Regions from separate parts of the Mus musculus genome. Here regions 2, 3, 4 and 5 are each linked to region 1. A link is a contact called in public Hi-C, HiChIP or PLAC-seq and promoter capture Hi-C data. All regions are on one chromosome and are shown on one strand. The core of a region is the stretch at or near the end of the contact, and the rest is flanking DNA. Distances in the headings are between cores, read along the strand shown. Region 1 holds the start of Herc3 (hect domain and RLD 3). Region 2 holds the start of Fkbp9 (FK506 binding protein 9). Region 3 holds the start of Nt5c3 (5'-nucleotidase, cytosolic III). Region 4 holds the start of Herc6 (hect domain and RLD 6). Region 5 holds the start of Pyurf (Pigy upstream reading frame).

Region 1 (3,139 bases), core at 422-2,921:
ACAGAGATTCTACTTCCTCATCTTCTTGGTTTCAGAGGTGTTTCAGTTATCACTGAAGATCCCCATGATGCCAACATCTCTGCCATATCCTCAGGATGTACATCAGGGCACTGCCATATCCTCAGGATACATCAGGGCACTGCCATATCCTCAGTATACATCAGGGCACTTCCTTATTCCTCAGGATACATTGGGGCACTGCCACATCCTCAGGATATTCATCAGGGCACTGCCATATCCTCAGAATATTCATCAGGGCACTGCCTTATTCCTCAGGATACACCAGGACAGTGCCATATCCTTATGATACATTGAGGCACTGCCATAAGCCTCAAGATACATCAGGGCACTGTCTTATTCCTTGGGATACATCAGGGCACTGCCTTACCCTGAGGACATATCAGGGCACTGTTGTATTTCTCAGGATATACCAGTCTCCTGCCCTATCCTCAGAATCTATCAGTCCTTGAGATTTCTTTTCTATTGGTTAATATGTTAGGTTTTCAAAGCCTGAAGACCTGATGAGATCTGAATTATTCTGGATATGTCAGATTATGAAATTTCTTCTACTTAGAGTCATTTTCCTTTTAAAATTTAATTAAAATAAAAATATAGCACTACCACTCCTTAAGCATCTCTCATGTGCTCCCCTTCAAATGAATGGTCTCTTTTGTTATTGTTACATATGGATAAGTCAGGATGTACTGAGGAGTCCCTTTAAGAGGTGCTTGTTTGTACATATTCTCAGGATTGTATATGCTGATATGGGCTCATGCCTTCACCTTAAACTAGTTTTTGGAGAATTTTGTACATTCTTTTGGGTTAAAGCCCCCATGTTCAGCGTTTCAAATTCAAGGCAGGCAGATACATCAGTTTACTGTTACCATATAGTTTTCTTGAAGATTATTTGAAGATGAGAGGAGCCGTAGCTGAGAGCATTTTTGGCCTTGGGAGAAGAAGAAAGCTTGAATATCCTCTTACAGGCCTGGGAAAGTGGAGCTGAAACTTCTATCCACTCTTCCCCACCCCCAGACCCCCGTCCCCCACGGGAGTTTTAGACCAAAGGTGGGGCTTTATGGTTTTAGAATTGGTGATTCTCACACTTTCTGTTTTCTTCAGTGTGCTCTCCTCTCTAGTCAAGCCTGACTCTGCACCACTGCGGGCCCGCAGTTCTTGGCCCCTGAGTGACAGGGATTTGGAACTACCCTCTGCTCTGGCAGCCACCTTACAGCTCACCATGCCAGTCCCAGTTCCCCCTCTCACCTCTGCATGAATAATAAGAACCTGAATTCAGAACCAAAAGGAACCAACCAAGCAACCAAGCAAGCAAGCAACAAACCCAATCGACCAAAACCCCCACACCATTGGGCATCGCTCCTTTGCATCCTCGCTGGCGAAAAGCAATTTTATTCCAGCAAAGGTTACTCCTGCATTCTCCCATTTTGGGTCCAGGGTCTTGCCATCTGTCTACCACACCTGGTTGTGGGTCCCTCAACCTCCAGTCACCTCCCAGCCGCCGATCCCACCGCCTCCCTGTCACCTCCCTCGCCCTAGGTCCCGCCCCCTCCAGGTTTCTTTCCCCGCCGGGAGTCCCGCTACCTCCCCGCCCCCTCCCGGTCACCTCCCCGGCCCCTCCCGCCCCGACGTCGCCCCGCCTTCTCCGCACCCGCCGCGCCCCGCCCCGCTGCCGCCGCCACCATTGGCCAGGCGGGAAGTCGGTCTCCCAGCTCATTCTGCGCCCGCGGGAGTGCGGGGGAAACTTCATTATTACTGTGACGCTGAAGGCCGGGGAGGCCCGAGCTGCCTGAGGGCTGCGACCGCGGGGTCGGCGCTGCGGACCCGGGTGCAGGTGCGGGCGGGGCGGGGATCTCAGGGCACCGAGCCCGCCGCACCCGCGGAGGAGGGGGCTGGGCTGTCCGCAGCTCCCTGTCGCCGAGGCGCCTCCCGGCTCTGCTTAGCCGCTTAGCCGCGGGCGGCGGGTGACCTCCCTGCGTGAAGAGCATCGCGGCGCCGCGGCAGGGGAATTCGCGTTGCGGCTGGCCGCGGGCTCCTCCCACCCAGCTGGCGGGCGGGGCTCGGGGACCTGGTGTCTGGTGCAGACGCCGCTGCGGCCGAGCCGACGGCTGGACCCTGGAGCAGGTGTGTGGACTGAAGGGCTGGACCTGGGGAGACTCGCTCGTGCTGCTGCCGGGAGCGTGTGCAGCTCGGGGCCCCAGGGGAGGAATGCTTGAACTTTGCTGTTCCTGGCTGTTTTCTTTTAGAGTTCACACCTGCCCCACTAGGAAGTGCCTTAAATTTTACCTAAGGCGTCGAAGGTTTTACTGGGATTTGTCTCATCCGGGGTGCTTTGGGGGAGGACGATTCAAGTGATATCTTCCATTTTTTATGTGCCTTCTGTCTCTTTCCACAAATAGGAAGCTATTTCTAGAACCTTTCATTTGATAATTTGATAAAGTGAACTGATTTTTAGCTTTAGATTGGAAAGACAGGAAAGAGAAGTAAAAAGGATTAGCATTTTAAAATGCAGCCAGAGCGATGTGGTACTTTCAGAGGCAAATGACAGTGTCTCTTCTTCTTTTTTTTATTCCTTTCCACGGATATAAATCAGAAAAACAAAATCGGTGGCTTACTCCAGTTTTGACCCCATCTGAGAAGTTAAACTGCAGGAATCAAATTAGATGCAAAACTCCTTTGTCGTGAAAAATAGAAGCATGGTTCACTGTTAGCCAGTTGGACTTGTTCAGTAAGTAGTGGGGTTTCATTGTGTTAAAAAAAGAACCAGGAGTCCAAAAATGTTCTAAACTGTGTTGTAGAAGTCATTGGGTATTGCATTTCATGTTGCGGGACAAACTTGAATCTCTTAAGATCTGTATAACCACTTAAAACCGTCTGTGTAAGTAATGAAAGGAGCGCCCCAGCTGGAGACAAACAACCTTGCACCAGTTTCAGAAATAAAAGTGATAGTTTCCTAATTGAAAGGGATTCTCTTACGAAGGTAGAAATGATGTCTGAAACTCATTCAGGACCACAGACTATATAATGGCTCATACTAACATAGCTGCTCCGTGGGTGATCTTATCACATCTTAATGCTCCCCTTTGCTTTATTTGGGTGACTGGAGGTGCCTGTCTGTGACTTC
Region 2 (3,139 bases), core at 303-2,802, 2.0 Mb before region 1:
TATCAAAATCATCATTTAGACCAATGTCCTGAAGTGTTTCTTTTGAAAAAAATAATCTTTATTTATATTTCCTTTAGGTGTATGCATGTTTTGCCTGCCACTGTATCTGTGTACCGGATCTGCAATGCCCACAGAAGACAGAAAAAGACCTCAGCTCCCCTGGAACTGGAGTTACAGACAGCTGTGAGCTACCACATGGCTACTGGGTATTAAGTCCAGGTCCTCCTTCCTACTTGAGACTCTGAGAAGGCTTTGCTCTGCGTAGGATAGAGGAAAAAAAGAAACCCGTGCTAACGTAACTTATCAAGAATTTGTAAGACAAAAGTTCAATCCACAGCTCACACACATATACTCAACCATCTGGTTTTTCCACAAGGCAGCAAGAACGGCCACTGGATAAAGGACCTTGTCTTCTATGAATGGTGCTGGGGAACTGAATATGCATAGGCTAGATAAACTAGAACCACATCTCTTGTATACAAAGGTCAACTCAAAATGGACGAAGACTTAAATTCAGCCTTGAAACTATTGGGGAAAAGCTGGAAGGGAGCCCTGGAAAGGTGGCCCGGCAGTTAGGAGCTGAGAGTAAAGAAAGGTTTTGATTGATTCTCAGGTTGCTTGATTCTAAAAGTAGATTGCGGTATTGATTTTCAAGGTCCAGGGAAGCAACGTGGAGCGCCTTTTTGTTCTCTTCTTTTCCTTTGATGATTTAACTTGAAGTGACGTTAGCACGGATTTCTTTTTTCCTCTCTCTCTTGTTCTGTAACTTAGGACACTCCAAGGTTTTTTGTTTTTGTTTTTTTCCAAGTAGGAAAACTGATCACTAACCTTTTTTTGAGGGCCACCTATAGCTTCTTATTAGATCGTTGGATTCTAATCATAGGCTCTATACTAATTTTTAAAGTATCTTGTTTTCTCTTCACTTTGCAGATGTCTCTGATACTTTGTTAACCAGCTCACTCAGGTAGCTGTTGTGTTCCATTTGCTCAAGTTTTATTTAGCATCTTTGCTAAAAAAAAAAAAAAAAAAAAAAAGAACTTGTTTGGTGCCAACTGCTTATTTTTCTCGTTTGTGGGTGTCTTTAGTAGATTTTGGTATCTGGATTATTTGGTAGCTTCCCAAAACAAATTGAGAAAGCTCTGTTGATTTACTTTTAATACTCCAAAGCTTTAATAAATCGAGGATTCATTTAACTAGGGGTCGCTTGTGGGATCTGGAGCGCTGGCCAAGCTGTCACGTGTTAGGAACTTAATTCACTGACCACATTAGTTCACAGCAACTCAAAAACATTCTGAGGGAAGTTCCAGCCTGTTTATTGTGTATGTACACCCCCAGTAACTAAGTTTTTAAAAAAGACTCTTAAGTTTCCTTCCTTTCCCAGAGCAGCAAGGGGAAACTGGATCCGCTGCCACGTAGGAGTCTCCATATCGTCTCTTGGGATCCGCAGTGCTCAGGCGCGGGGCCTGGCAGTCAGAGCGATCCTCTCCCGGCTTCTGGAGGCGGGGAAGGCAGAGGAATTCCCAGGCCGGTGGACGCCCCTCGGGCTGGGCGCGGCTCCTCCCCTCGGCCCGGCACGGGGCGGACGCGGGCGGCGGGGGGCGGGCGCTGCGGCCCGGGGCTAGCCGGGAGACCTTTCCACGTTTGCATCGCCGCGGCGCGCCCAGCCTTGCCCCTCGCCTCCCCGGAGTCCAGGCCGCGCGATGGCATTAGGGGCCCGGGGCTGGCGGCGCCGGTCGCTGCTCCTGCTGCTGCTCTGGGTGACCGGGCAGGCAGCCCCGGTGTTGGGCCTGGCTGTGAGCTCGGAACTTCAGATCCAGCAGAGCTTCGTGCCTGATGAGTGTCCGCGCACGGTGCACAGTGGCGACTTCGTGCGCTACCACTACGTGGGGACTTTCCTCGACGGCCAGAAGTTCGACTCCAGGTACCCCGTGCCCCCACACTCCCCAAGGACCTCCACCAGCCCGCCCCCACCCCCTCCGCCGCCCTCCCCATGCGTTTGGAGGTGTGCTGAGCCTTCAGCCATAGTTGGGACCTTAAGATTGCGGACAGGACAATTCCTCTTTTCCTCTCTGCCCCGCACAGCGGAACACGTTTTTCAGACATGTAAAATGGCCACTCAGCGAGACCTCCAAGAGTGGGTGATGCTCGCCCGCCTTCTTGGTGGTCCGTCTTGACTGGTCTCTGGGTTTCATCCCTGGATTGTCTAGACAACCCAACCTTAGCATTGACTAGTGGGAGGAGGAGGTAGGTGTCCCATAATTGCAGTCACTGTACTGAACTGTTGAGGTGTTAGGCAACGGTATATATATATATATGCACGAGCTCATTTAAATCTTTGGGGAGTTACAAGAAGAAACTTTTTTTTTTTTTTTTTTTTTTTTTTTTTTTTTTTACCAATTAAGTAACCAAGACCAGTGAGACCTGTGCAAATATTGGATTCAGGCTGTGGGAATTCAAATGCTGTGCCTGTGTGCAACTCCTGTGCCCTCCCCTTCTGGCTTTACAAAAACTGTGGGAGAGATGGCCTGGGCTTGCTCATGTAACTTAAGTTTTCAGCTCATTTCAGCCTTGCCCCTTTCTTCAGGCTGCTGTTTCTAACCCTGGGCTGTGTCCTTGTGGTGAAGCACTCCATTAGACAGGGAACTGTTGTGCCTGAATGGGCTTATTATGTACAATATAAGCAGCCACACATGAGTATGTAAAAACATTTAAGGTTGTCAGTACTATGTGGCACAAAGCAAAGGCTTAGATATGGTTAGTCCTCCTTAGTGGTAATTATTTTGGGGGGTGCACAGGGAGATTGAACCCAGGACTGTACATTCTAGGCAAGCTCTGTATTTTTGAGCTATATCCTCAGTCCTAGTCATACCATTGTTTCAGTTGTAGTTTTTATACCAACCCACCTTAATTGAGGTATTCCCCTGCTATGTAGTTCTCCTAGAATGTATAGGGCTCATGAGATGGCTCTGTGGTTAAGGCACTCGCTGACAAGCTTGATCATCTAGTCAGTCCCTGGTACTCTCATCGCCAAAGGAGAAAAATGACTCCCACAAATTGTACTCTAATCTCCACATGAATGTCATGGCACACTCTCCATAAAAAATATGCAAAAAACCTCTGAAAATATAGATTATAAGGT
Region 3 (3,139 bases), core at 453-2,952, 1.9 Mb before region 1:
ATAGCTCACTAGCAAATCCCTAATGCCTTTCAATTAAAAATGTCCTGATGGCCAGGGTAACTCAGGAATGTAATCTTGCACTGAGATGGCTGAGGCAAGAGAAACACCATCACCCAGAACGCAACTGGTGTCATTTTTTCCTAGCCTACCTTGGTTAGGTAGTTATATACCATCTGTGATCAGAACAGCAATGTTCAGTGGGTATCCTTGGGTTTGTACACATTCTATGAAGGAAGAGGGTGGAGACAGGTACAGAGGACTCCCCAAACATGACTTATAAAGAGAGAGAACAAGGGCCGGAATATATATTTCAGGTCATCCAAATATTTCTCCCATCTAAAGGAACAATCAGCTAAAACTATAAAAGTAAAAATATTAAACTCTTTTACATCTTCTACTGAAAAACTATTAGGGGGTCTGACGCATAGTTTAAAACAATGCATATAAAGACTGACTTGTACAGTACAAACAAAAAATATTTGGCATTATTGGTCCCTTAGTACTTTATACAATGAAAGTAAAACTCTTCCTTAAGATTTCGTGGAAAAATCAGCCCACTGTTTAAGTACATAGAGAAAGACAGCGAAATCAGCTTTTTCCCACTGATGGAAAATTATAAAATTTGAGTATGGAACAAAATAAAGCCATGTAAATTCGCTAGACAGGGAGGGAGGCAAAACTTCTCACACAAAATGTTTGCAACCAGAGGTATATAAAGAAAATAACCCAGGAATAAAGGAATTCACTTAAAATATTAGTTTCAATAGAAATAGTTTCTCAACTTTATATTTTAGTTCTGGATGCTCACTTGTACTCCAGTAAGTAAGTCACACTCACCATGCATGCTCAAGTCAGATGGAACAACAGTAACATCAAAACAACCCTAAATGAAACAGACATTCTGGGATCAACAAATCGCCTTAAAACAAACCTCAAATGGAATTCTTGAGACAAACAATTTAAACGAGACTGCAATTAACTCTTAAAAGTACATTTCTAGGATTTAGGAAAGAGTTTTGGGGGACTGACACATGAATACTTCTTGGAACATAAAACAAGGAAGAACATTCAAATAATCGAGCTGTTTCAATATTGGCATTTCTAAAAAAACACTGAAAATGCTCTTTTCATAACGTAAGCCAAGGCAGCCCCGATGATGTAAAACAAACAAACAAACCAACCAACCAACCAACCAACCAACCGACTCCTGGACAAGAGACTATCGGATTAGCTGCACGTCTTGGAGGCGGTTGCCAACTGGAGATTAGCTCTGGAGAAACGGGTTTTGCAGCAAGAGGTAGTTATCTCCGAGCATCTATTCTCTCCACTCTTTGAAACAAACGCTGTCAAGCATCAGCACGCGTGCAGGCTGCCCTCGCAGGGCCGCGGCCGGCCCACGCCACTTGGGCTGCTCGCGCGCGAGCCGATGCTCCCGCACTCACCATTTCGATGATCTTGGTCTTGCGGCCCGTTTTTCTCTTCAAGGTGAATATGTACTGGGCCAGCACCACGCCTGCTACCACCGCGCACACACTGGCGCTCGCCACCGCGCCCACTCGCGCCACGGCCGCGCGGTCCATTGACAGGCCCGCGTGCTCTCGGCGCGGAAGCCCGGGATCCGCGGGTACGAGCCCAGGGGCGCGGCCGCAAGCCGCACACTTCCCCGGAGCCCCGCCCCGCGCGGGGGAAACCGAGGAGGCCCCGCCCAGAAGAGGTGAGGGGCGGGGACGACGGGGCGGAGACTAAGAGGTCCGCGTCCGGAATCCCGCCCTTATAGTGGGGGCGGGACTTCCTCTGACCCTGACTTCAGGAAACGCCGCAAGGACCCGGAAGGAAACAACTGTAATTAGCTACTAAATGCAAGTAGTGCATCTGTAACCCAGAATCCTGGTGACCCGGATGCTATGCTGTGCCTATAGTCCACAGTAAGATCGCACCAGAAACATCGAGAAAACAAAGTCTTGCCCCAGTGTGAGAAAATTCACCCGCCACCCACTCAGAAACTGTGCCTCGTCCTAGCCTTCATGGACTACGACACCCAGCAGGCTCAGCGGCGCTGCGTCTGACCTGCGCAGTAGCATCCTGGGTTGGAAGGCCTAGATATAGTCGTTTTTGGGAGATCTGTCAGCTGTTGGGCTTTTCAGTCACAGTCTACCTACAACTTTAGCTTACTTTCCTTAGGAGCGTGTGCAGAGAAACTTAACGTTGTTCTCTCTTGCTTAGTATATTTCAAGGGATTCATGTAGTTTACTCTGCTTCTCGCTGAGTGGGTGGGGTGTGATGAGGTGCAAGAGAGAATCTCAGGAGAGTCGCCCCCGATTCTGTGAGGTTTGGGCTGCTGCTTGGCGAGACTGTCTCTCTCTGCCTGATATATGCAACCGAAGGAAGTTAAGAATGAAAAGCCGTGGGAGAGAAAGAATTATTTTTCTGTTTTAGGTTTTTATTAGCTGGTCTAAAGCAAATTGACATAGACATTATCTTGAGTAGAACAATTCATTGTGCAAACAGAAGTTCCACAGAAATATGAGACTCAAGCTGGTCATGATGGAGCATGCTTCTGATTCCTGCATGTAGGATCCTCAGGCAGGAGGATTGCTCGGAGTACAGTGGCTGATTAACCAGGGCCATGGGTCAAAGCCTTAACGAAATGGCCAAAAATTGAGGCTGAAATATACCACCTAAATTACTGAAAGGAATATGTATTATATTTGACATTCTTGAGCAAGTTGGAGTCTGCAGGAGGGGAAATGTATGGTGACTAAAGGTTGCCTTGTGCAGATGAAAATCTTTCCAGGGGATAAAGGTGTGAGCTCAGCGATAGGGTGCCTATTACCAACCCTCAAGTTCAACAATTCTGTTTGGAGAAGCTCTTGACCTGATACATTTACTAATGACAATCTCAACAATCTCTGTCTCTGTCTCTCTCTGTTTCTGTCTCTCTCTCTCTGTTTAAATGTGTATTTCTTCTACACTAGAGATGTTTAAAATTATAAGGAATTTGTATTAATTTTCTGTGGCTGTGATAAAACACCATGACCAAGACCCCTTATAGAAGAAAGAAAGAATTTACAAGAATCCATAATGGTGGGGTCAGCATGGCAGCAGGTGGCAGCAGGCTGCTGGCATGGTAACAGAGGTA
Region 4 (3,139 bases), core at 212-2,711, 1.3 Mb before region 1:
AGTTTTATCCAGTTGAGTTATTGGTTGAAAGGGTCGCTATGAAATCCTCAAATACTTCAGGCTGTTGCCAAGAAAATAGGTGTCTCTCAACAAACCAACAGCAAGTTTTCATTGCTGAAGTCAATACTCACACAATGCACTGAATGTGGAGTCCCATGTTCTAATGTCTATGACAGGCAAAGGGACTCTGCAGGTTGCTAAAAGAGAAAAGTAAACCAATCCAACCATAAAACCCTTGATCTACAATTTGTCCTGCTTGGAAAATATGCTAGGGCAATGGTGGCACAAACCACGTGGAGTAACCAACTGATTTCAGATTTGACTTAAGGCCTACACCATGAGATGGAAGGAACCCATACCTGACACTGCTCAGGTGACCAAGAACCAGAACCTAGGACAAAACCAAATACTACTGGTCTAAGAAAAACAAAAGGGTAACAATAAAATGACTCAATAATAGTCTGCTAGGCTCATATGGCAGTGCCTTATTCAGCCATCATTAGAGAGGCTTCAACCTGCAGCAGATGGGAATAAACACAGTGACCCACAACCCTTTCAGTGCTGTGTTTGTTTTCAAAGGTGGGGAGGGAGGGAGGGAGAAAGGGAGGGAGGGAGGGAGGGAGGGAGGGAGGGAGAGAGAGAGAGAGAGAGAGAGAGAGAGAGAGAGAGAGAGAGAGAGAGAGAGAGAGAGAGAGAGAGAGCCAGAGAGAGCCAGAGTCACCTTGGAACACACAGCTCTAAAGATGTCTCCCTTAAATTCCTTCAGAGCTCAGCAAACCTGCAAAAGAGTGTTCACTTTTTTTCTGTTGGCTTGTGTAGCTTTGATGTGAAGGTTTTCATTTCTTTACATATCTGGCCCCTGCCCTTACTCTGCAGTTGGATTCAGTTGGACAGCAGCTTCTCCATTGCAGCTCAGTTAGGGTTCATTATTAATTACATCCTTACAGGCTTCCCAGCTTTGGCTTTCTAGGCCTCTTTGAAATTCTCAAAAAAGTTCTGTAACCCCCTGAACATACTCCATAATCTATTTATTATACATATAGGTTTACCATGTGGTGCTTAATGTGTGATCTGAAAATTAATAATCAAGACTGGAATAAAAGAACCCCAGCTAGAATTGCCAAGGAAAGCAGATTCCCTGGGAACTGGTTGCCACTGAAATTGCTACAACTTGTGGATATTGTCACTTAATAAATATTTCACAGACCTAGAAATTTGTCCAGAGCATCAGGACTCACAAGTGGCTTACTCATGATGGAGATACTTTCTTCTTCCCTGTCTTCTCAGATACTCAGTACTGAAAATTCAAGCAGCCAGGTTTCAAAATGACCCTAGAAATGCCTGTGAGAAAGATGTTAGTGGTGTGGGACAAGCAGGCACTTACTGGAAAGAACTATGACGTAAGGGACTGGGCAGTGCCCTTGGGAGGAGTTAGGGAAGCTAGGTCACTTGCTTTTGGGAGCCCATCTGACATACCAGAGCCGCGGGTGGCTGTGCACCGCAGGGATGTATTTCAGCTGGGCTGCAGGAAGCCGGAAGCCTCGGCGCCTGAAGGCGGGAACCAGCGGCATTGAACTCTTGCAGGCAGCCAGCGGGGAACACCACTCGCTCCTACTGTTCAGCAACCACAGGGTGTATTCCTGCGGGGACAACAGCTGGGGACAGCTGGGCCAGAGGAGAGACCAGAGTACCGAAAGGCCAGGTGACTTCCAAGCTCCTGAGCAGGTGCTCAGGACAGTATGTGGGGGCCTCGGGTCCAGGGGACCAGGGGACCAGGGGACCAGGGATACCGGGTGGCTGGACCAGGGATATCAGAAGCTGGAACCCTGTTTTAAGCAGCTTGCATCAACTGGTCAACTCCTAGAGCTCTGGAGTTTGTATTTGTTTCGGTTTCCAATTCCTCTTCATTGAGAAACTGAAAGCAAAAAAGCAAGCTTTCCTCTGGATAGAAAGAAAGTCCCTCCTCCTTACCAAGCTAAGCCTGAGAGAACTTTCTGGAGGGGGTGGGGTGGGGGGAATCTGATTTCCAAACCGAAAAGCTTAGCAATAACTTGGGGCATCTTCTCTCCTAAGGTTTTGTTTTTGTTTTTTGTTTTTTTAAAAAAGTATAATAGCATTTTTCGGCATTAAAGCTGATGTAGGAAAGTACTAAAGAAGCCACCTGTAGGGTCTTGAGAGATGGCTCGGTGGTTAAGAGTTCAGCTCCTGACACTTATGCGGCAGTTTACAACTACCTATAATTACAGTTCCAGAGGATCCTATGCCTCTATGGGTACCAGCACACACATATATGCACACAGTGATGCGCAAGCGCAAGCGCGCGCGCGCACACACACACACACACACACACACACACACACACACACGTAAAAATAATAAAATATTTAAAATTTAAAAAGTCACCTATAATTACACCAAAAGCAACTCTAAGACCATTGCAGCTCCTCGTTTTATCTTCTGCTTATGTATTTAATTTTTATAGGAATTTTGTCATTATGAGTTATTGTAATTGTATCTAAACAAGAAGTTGTGGTTTTACCAAAACATTAATCCACTAGGGGATTTTATATATGATATTGATTCACTTCTAAGTAACTTCAAACTAACTAAAGTTCTAGTTTGTTTTTCTGGTTTTAATTATCTATTTTTGCCACTTTATATGCTAAGCAAGCACTCTACCACTGGACTATTTTACATTCCCATTGACTATATTTGATTATGTGTGTAGAATAATTTGAAGAACTGTGTAGAACACGAAAACTATTCCTCTGTCCCTTTGGATTCAGTTTCTGGAAGCTACAAATTTAACTTGAAAAAAATGAATAGGCAAAAAACAGCATGGGATTTTATTAGTCTTTTACCTAGAGAGTAATTTTTGTGTATATAGGAATTCACAGAAAGTAAAAGAGGTGCTTAGATCCAGGAACTTGTGTACTTAACAAAAGAAAAGAGGTTGGATAATAAATTGTGGGGAACCATCTAAGAAATAATGATAAAGCCCTTGCCAGACACGAATGGGCACCTTTCAGTTTCGTTTCCGTGGGCTGTGAATCTTATTTTGAGCTAGGTTTCAGTTTGCTCAGATAGGAACTCAAGGTGCTCCGACTTTGCCTGCCAAGTTGTGTCCAGGTAGTCCATA
Region 5 (3,139 bases), core at 443-2,942, 1.1 Mb before region 1:
ATTTAAGCCCTTAGACCTGTGTCCAAAATAGAGAACTTGCCCCATTGCTCCAGGATGCCAGCTGTTTGCAGATTTGTCTTTCTATAGCCCAATTCCAGGTTTTTGCTGTTTTTGCCTTTATAAGCCCCTTACCCCTTGAGCTCGTGGTCTATTCCTCTACCCCTGTGTGGGATACGAGTTGTCCCTAGTGCGCTGGTCTTTCCCGATTAAACCTCTTGCAGTTTGCATCAAGACCGTTTCTTGTGAGTAATTTGGGGTGTCACCTATCCTGAGTTAGAACATGGGGGAGTCCTCATGTTGTGGGTCTTTCAGGATCTGCTTTGATCCTTTATGGTTCATACACATGACAGGAAACTGGGAATAATAGGCGTTTTAAAAAGATTGAAGCCAAGCCGGTCATGGTGGCACACGCCTTTAAGCCCAGCACTTGGGAGGCAGAGGCAGGCGGATTTCTGAGTTCGAGGCCAGCCTGGTCTACAAAGTGAGTTCCAGGACAGCAGGGCTACACAGAGAATCACTGTCTCGAAAAACAAAACAAAACAACAACAAAAAAATCAAAAAAAAAAAAAAAAAGCAAACAACAACAACAAAAACAAAACAAAAAAAGATTGAAGCCAGAAGTGGTAGTTAACTCCTGTAATCTCCTGCTCTCAGGAGACTGATGCAGGAAAAGTATCACAACTTTGAGGCTAGCCTGGGCTATAAAAAGAGTTCCAGGAAAGACCAAACCAAATAGAGAAACTTGTCTCCCCTTCCCCCATCAAAGAATGGAGAGGCTGGAAAGATCAGTATGTCAATAGTATTTGCCCTGAGTTTTGATCATGTCTGAATGTCTCTCTCCCTGTCTCTGTCTCTCTCTCCACACACACACACACACACACACACACTCAGGCAAGTGCACGTGCGACAAAAAAAAAGGGGGGGGGGAGAAAGGAAAGAATGAAGAAACGAGCCAAAGGAAGAAAAGAAAGAGAGAGAGAGAAAGAGAGAGAGAGAGAGAGAGAGAGAGAGAGAGAGAGAGAGAGAGAGAGAGAGAGAGAGAGGAAGGAAGGTAGGTAGATAGGTCGGTCCGGACGCTGGCCCTGATACTGTGTTTCAAAAGGTAGAGAGAGAGAGAGAGAGAGAGAGGAAGGAAGGTAGGTAGGTAGATAGGTCGGTCGGGACGCTGGCCCTGATACTGTGTTTCAAAAGGTTCTGGAGCCTAGCCAGTCTCAGAAACCAAGTCTTTCTTTAAAGCCTCCAGGAGAGATTGTAAAGAGCAGCCAATGGCGAGCCAGAGAAAAGCTCACGCGGGTCCTGGGCGGGGCTGACCCTAGCATAGGGGTCGGCCGGGCGGATGGCATCCAGGGAGTAAGCTTCTGATCCGCTGGCGGGCCCACAGGCCACCACCCTTCCTCGGGCCAAGGCGGCAGATGAGTCTCACCTAAGCGGCTTCTTGGAGAGCGGACACACCAGGAACTGCAGCAGCGCCGGGTGGAAGGTGTGGGGCTGCTCAGCCCTCTCGCTCTGGTCAGAGCAGAGCCTGGCCCCGGGCACTTGCAGAAACCTCCCGGCGACTGCAGACAGTGCGCGGAGCCTCCGCAGCGCCGGGGCGAGCCTGCGGCACGTGGCGCTCAGCATGGCGGCTCAGAAGATGGACGAAGCAGCGCTCGGAACTTCACTGCTCTCACACCAGAGCCGCGGAGGTCACCCTGGCCCGGCCCCGCCCCCGGCGCCCGGTCCCGCCCCCGGCCCCGCCCCCGGTGCGCTGCTGATTGCTTCGCCAGCACAGCTTGAGTCGGTGGTGTGGTTCCCAGGGCAGACCGACATTCCCCGGGTCAGTGGCTGCACCACCGCTTTTACAAAACTGTAAACTAAAGCAGTACTCATTCAGGTGTCCAACTTTTCAGTAGGGCTAATCACAAAGGTGCCAATTAGTCAGGGACCGGACTCCAGTCACACGGAGCTCGGCTTCAACTTAGTTTTATCTTCAAGGACTCTTCAACACAAGCATATTGTGTTAGAGGCAACAGCAGGTTTAATATTAATCATACAGTAAGTATCACAAGCAAAAATTTAAGAGCCTGAAGAAAATGGCTTTTTTCTCCTTTTCCGTAAGCTGTGAAGGCTTTTACAACTTGAGGGTTGTTAGTTGTGAATACTATGGTAAAGCACATCTAATGCATGCTTGGACCCCTTTGGGGGGCAGGAGGATCCTTTCACAGGGGTCACTGAAGACCACAGGAAAACACAGACGTTTACATATTTACAATTCATAAATATCAAAATTACAGTTATGAAGTAGCAATGAAGATAATATTATGGTTGGGAGTCATTACAGCATCCTGTATTAAAGGGTCACAGCATTAACAAAGTTTGCTTTGAGTCGCAGGCGGGAATGTCTGAAAGTCAAACAGAGGCAGCTGAGATTGAGTTAATGTGTAGGAAAGGCCTCTGGAGTGCTGGCACTTCTGAGGGGCTTTAGCTGTCTGCTGGGAACCCATATGGCTACTGAAATCTTGTCAATGTTCGTCCTTTGAGCTCTTGAAAAGTACACATGTTCTGCCTCAAAGCTTTGCCACTATATGTGACCTATGAGGGAAGGGACAAAAGGGCAGGAACAAGAAAGGCAGGAAGTCACTTAGCTGAACTTCTGGCAAAAGATAACTCTGACCTTACAGATGTCTCCTCTGCATACCTGCTTTCTCCAGCCCAGGCTCCTCCTGTCCCAAGATGTATGCAAAGCTCTCTGATATCCTTGCAAAAACACTGGTCTCTGGAGGTCACCCAGATGATGAGGGAGCGTGGAAGGAAATGGCAAGAATGCTAACATTAAGGCCATGAGTGGGACTCAGCAGAAGGCTTGCCTACCCTGCACTGTCCTAAGTTGTAAAACATCTTTTTAAAACAATAAAACAATTTAGAGCTAATGTCTCTACAGCTGTGAGCTGGGTGTAGGCTGAGAGCCAGTTGGACTAGTTTCTTACTGGGTGAAGCGGAAATGGATCTTCCAGGTCCCTGTGTTTCCTAACTTGTCAATTAAAACAAAAACAAAAAACAAACAAAAACAATTTCTGAGCAGCCCCCAGAAGCAATGAAGGTTAGGCTATTTTAGTTGTGAGTTATAGCATAAATCACTCACTTCTGAGCGTTAAACATG

What was found. A called contact is a pair of places that touch in the nucleus more often than the background predicts. HiChIP or PLAC-seq counts read pairs in DNA pulled down with a chosen protein or histone mark. Capture Hi-C pulls out chosen DNA fragments and counts their contacts.
Region 2: an H3K27ac HiChIP or PLAC-seq map of embryonic stem cells shows a contact between it and region 1, with 5 times the contacts expected there. The contact joins the promoter of Fkbp9 here to the promoter of Herc3 in region 1. A contact is called at or near these places in 2 of 39 promoter capture datasets (embryonic stem cells and hippocampal neurons), 1 of 484 Hi-C or Micro-C datasets (embryonic stem cells), 3 of 115 datasets of contacts at active chromatin or transcription factors (embryonic stem cells, pancreatic cancer cells and stem cell-derived neural progenitor cells) and 1 of 9 other capture datasets (embryonic stem cells).
Region 3: a contact with region 1 is called in a promoter capture Hi-C map of liver, with 6 times the contacts expected there. The contact joins the promoter of Nt5c3 here to the promoter of Herc3 in region 1. A contact is called at or near these places in 2 of 39 promoter capture datasets (hippocampal neurons and liver), 9 of 484 Hi-C or Micro-C datasets (CD4 T cells, CD8 T cells, LSK cells and 3 more), 7 of 115 datasets of contacts at active chromatin or transcription factors (acute myeloid leukemia, astrocytes, embryonic forebrain and 4 more) and 1 of 9 other capture datasets (liver).
Region 4: a contact with region 1 is called in a promoter capture Hi-C map of adipose tissue, with 4 times the contacts expected there. The contact joins the promoter of Herc6 here to the promoter of Herc3 in region 1. A contact is called at or near these places in 4 of 39 promoter capture datasets (the 3T3-L1 cell line, embryonic stem cells, erythroid cells and 1 more), 2 of 484 Hi-C or Micro-C datasets (CD4 T cells and CD8 T cells), 1 of 115 datasets of contacts at active chromatin or transcription factors (pancreatic cancer cells) and 3 of 9 other capture datasets (adipose tissue, embryonic stem cells and liver).
Region 5: a Hi-C map of CD8 T cells shows a contact between it and region 1, with 4 times the contacts expected there. The contact joins the promoter of Pyurf here to the promoter of Herc3 in region 1. A contact is called at or near these places in 3 of 39 promoter capture datasets (hippocampal neurons, liver and pre-B cells), 9 of 484 Hi-C or Micro-C datasets (CD4 T cells, CD8 T cells, Th1 cells and 4 more), 7 of 115 datasets of contacts at active chromatin or transcription factors (astrocytes, cardiomyocytes, embryonic stem cells and 4 more) and 2 of 9 other capture datasets (adipose tissue and liver).

What each region holds. Positions count from the first base shown.
Region 1 is chr6:58,829,794-58,832,932 of GRCm38.p6, forward strand. Herc3 (hect domain and RLD 3) reads left to right here and starts at 1,672. Exons shown (of 26, transcript NM_001361966.1): 1 at 1,672-2,139; 2 at 2,609-2,743.
Region 2 is chr6:56,830,507-56,833,645 of GRCm38.p6, forward strand. It overlaps Fkbp9 (FK506 binding protein 9), which reads left to right and starts at 1,553. Exons shown (of 10, transcript NM_012056.2): 1 at 1,553-1,921. The coding sequence starts at 1,701.
Region 3 is chr6:56,922,230-56,925,368 of GRCm38.p6, forward strand. It overlaps Nt5c3 (5'-nucleotidase, cytosolic III), which reads right to left and starts at 1,703. Exons shown (of 9, transcript NM_026004.3): 1 at 1,443-1,703. The coding sequence starts at 1,580. It also overlaps a transcript of Vmn1r4 not described here.
Region 4 is chr6:57,579,531-57,582,669 of GRCm38.p6, forward strand. Herc6 (hect domain and RLD 6) reads left to right here and starts at 1,462. Exons shown (of 23, transcript NM_025992.2): 1 at 1,462-1,702. The coding sequence starts at 1,507.
Region 5 is chr6:57,690,386-57,693,524 of GRCm38.p6, forward strand. It overlaps Pyurf (Pigy upstream reading frame), which reads right to left and starts at 1,693. Exons shown (of 2, transcript NM_025574.3): 1 at 1,424-1,693. The coding sequence starts at 1,620.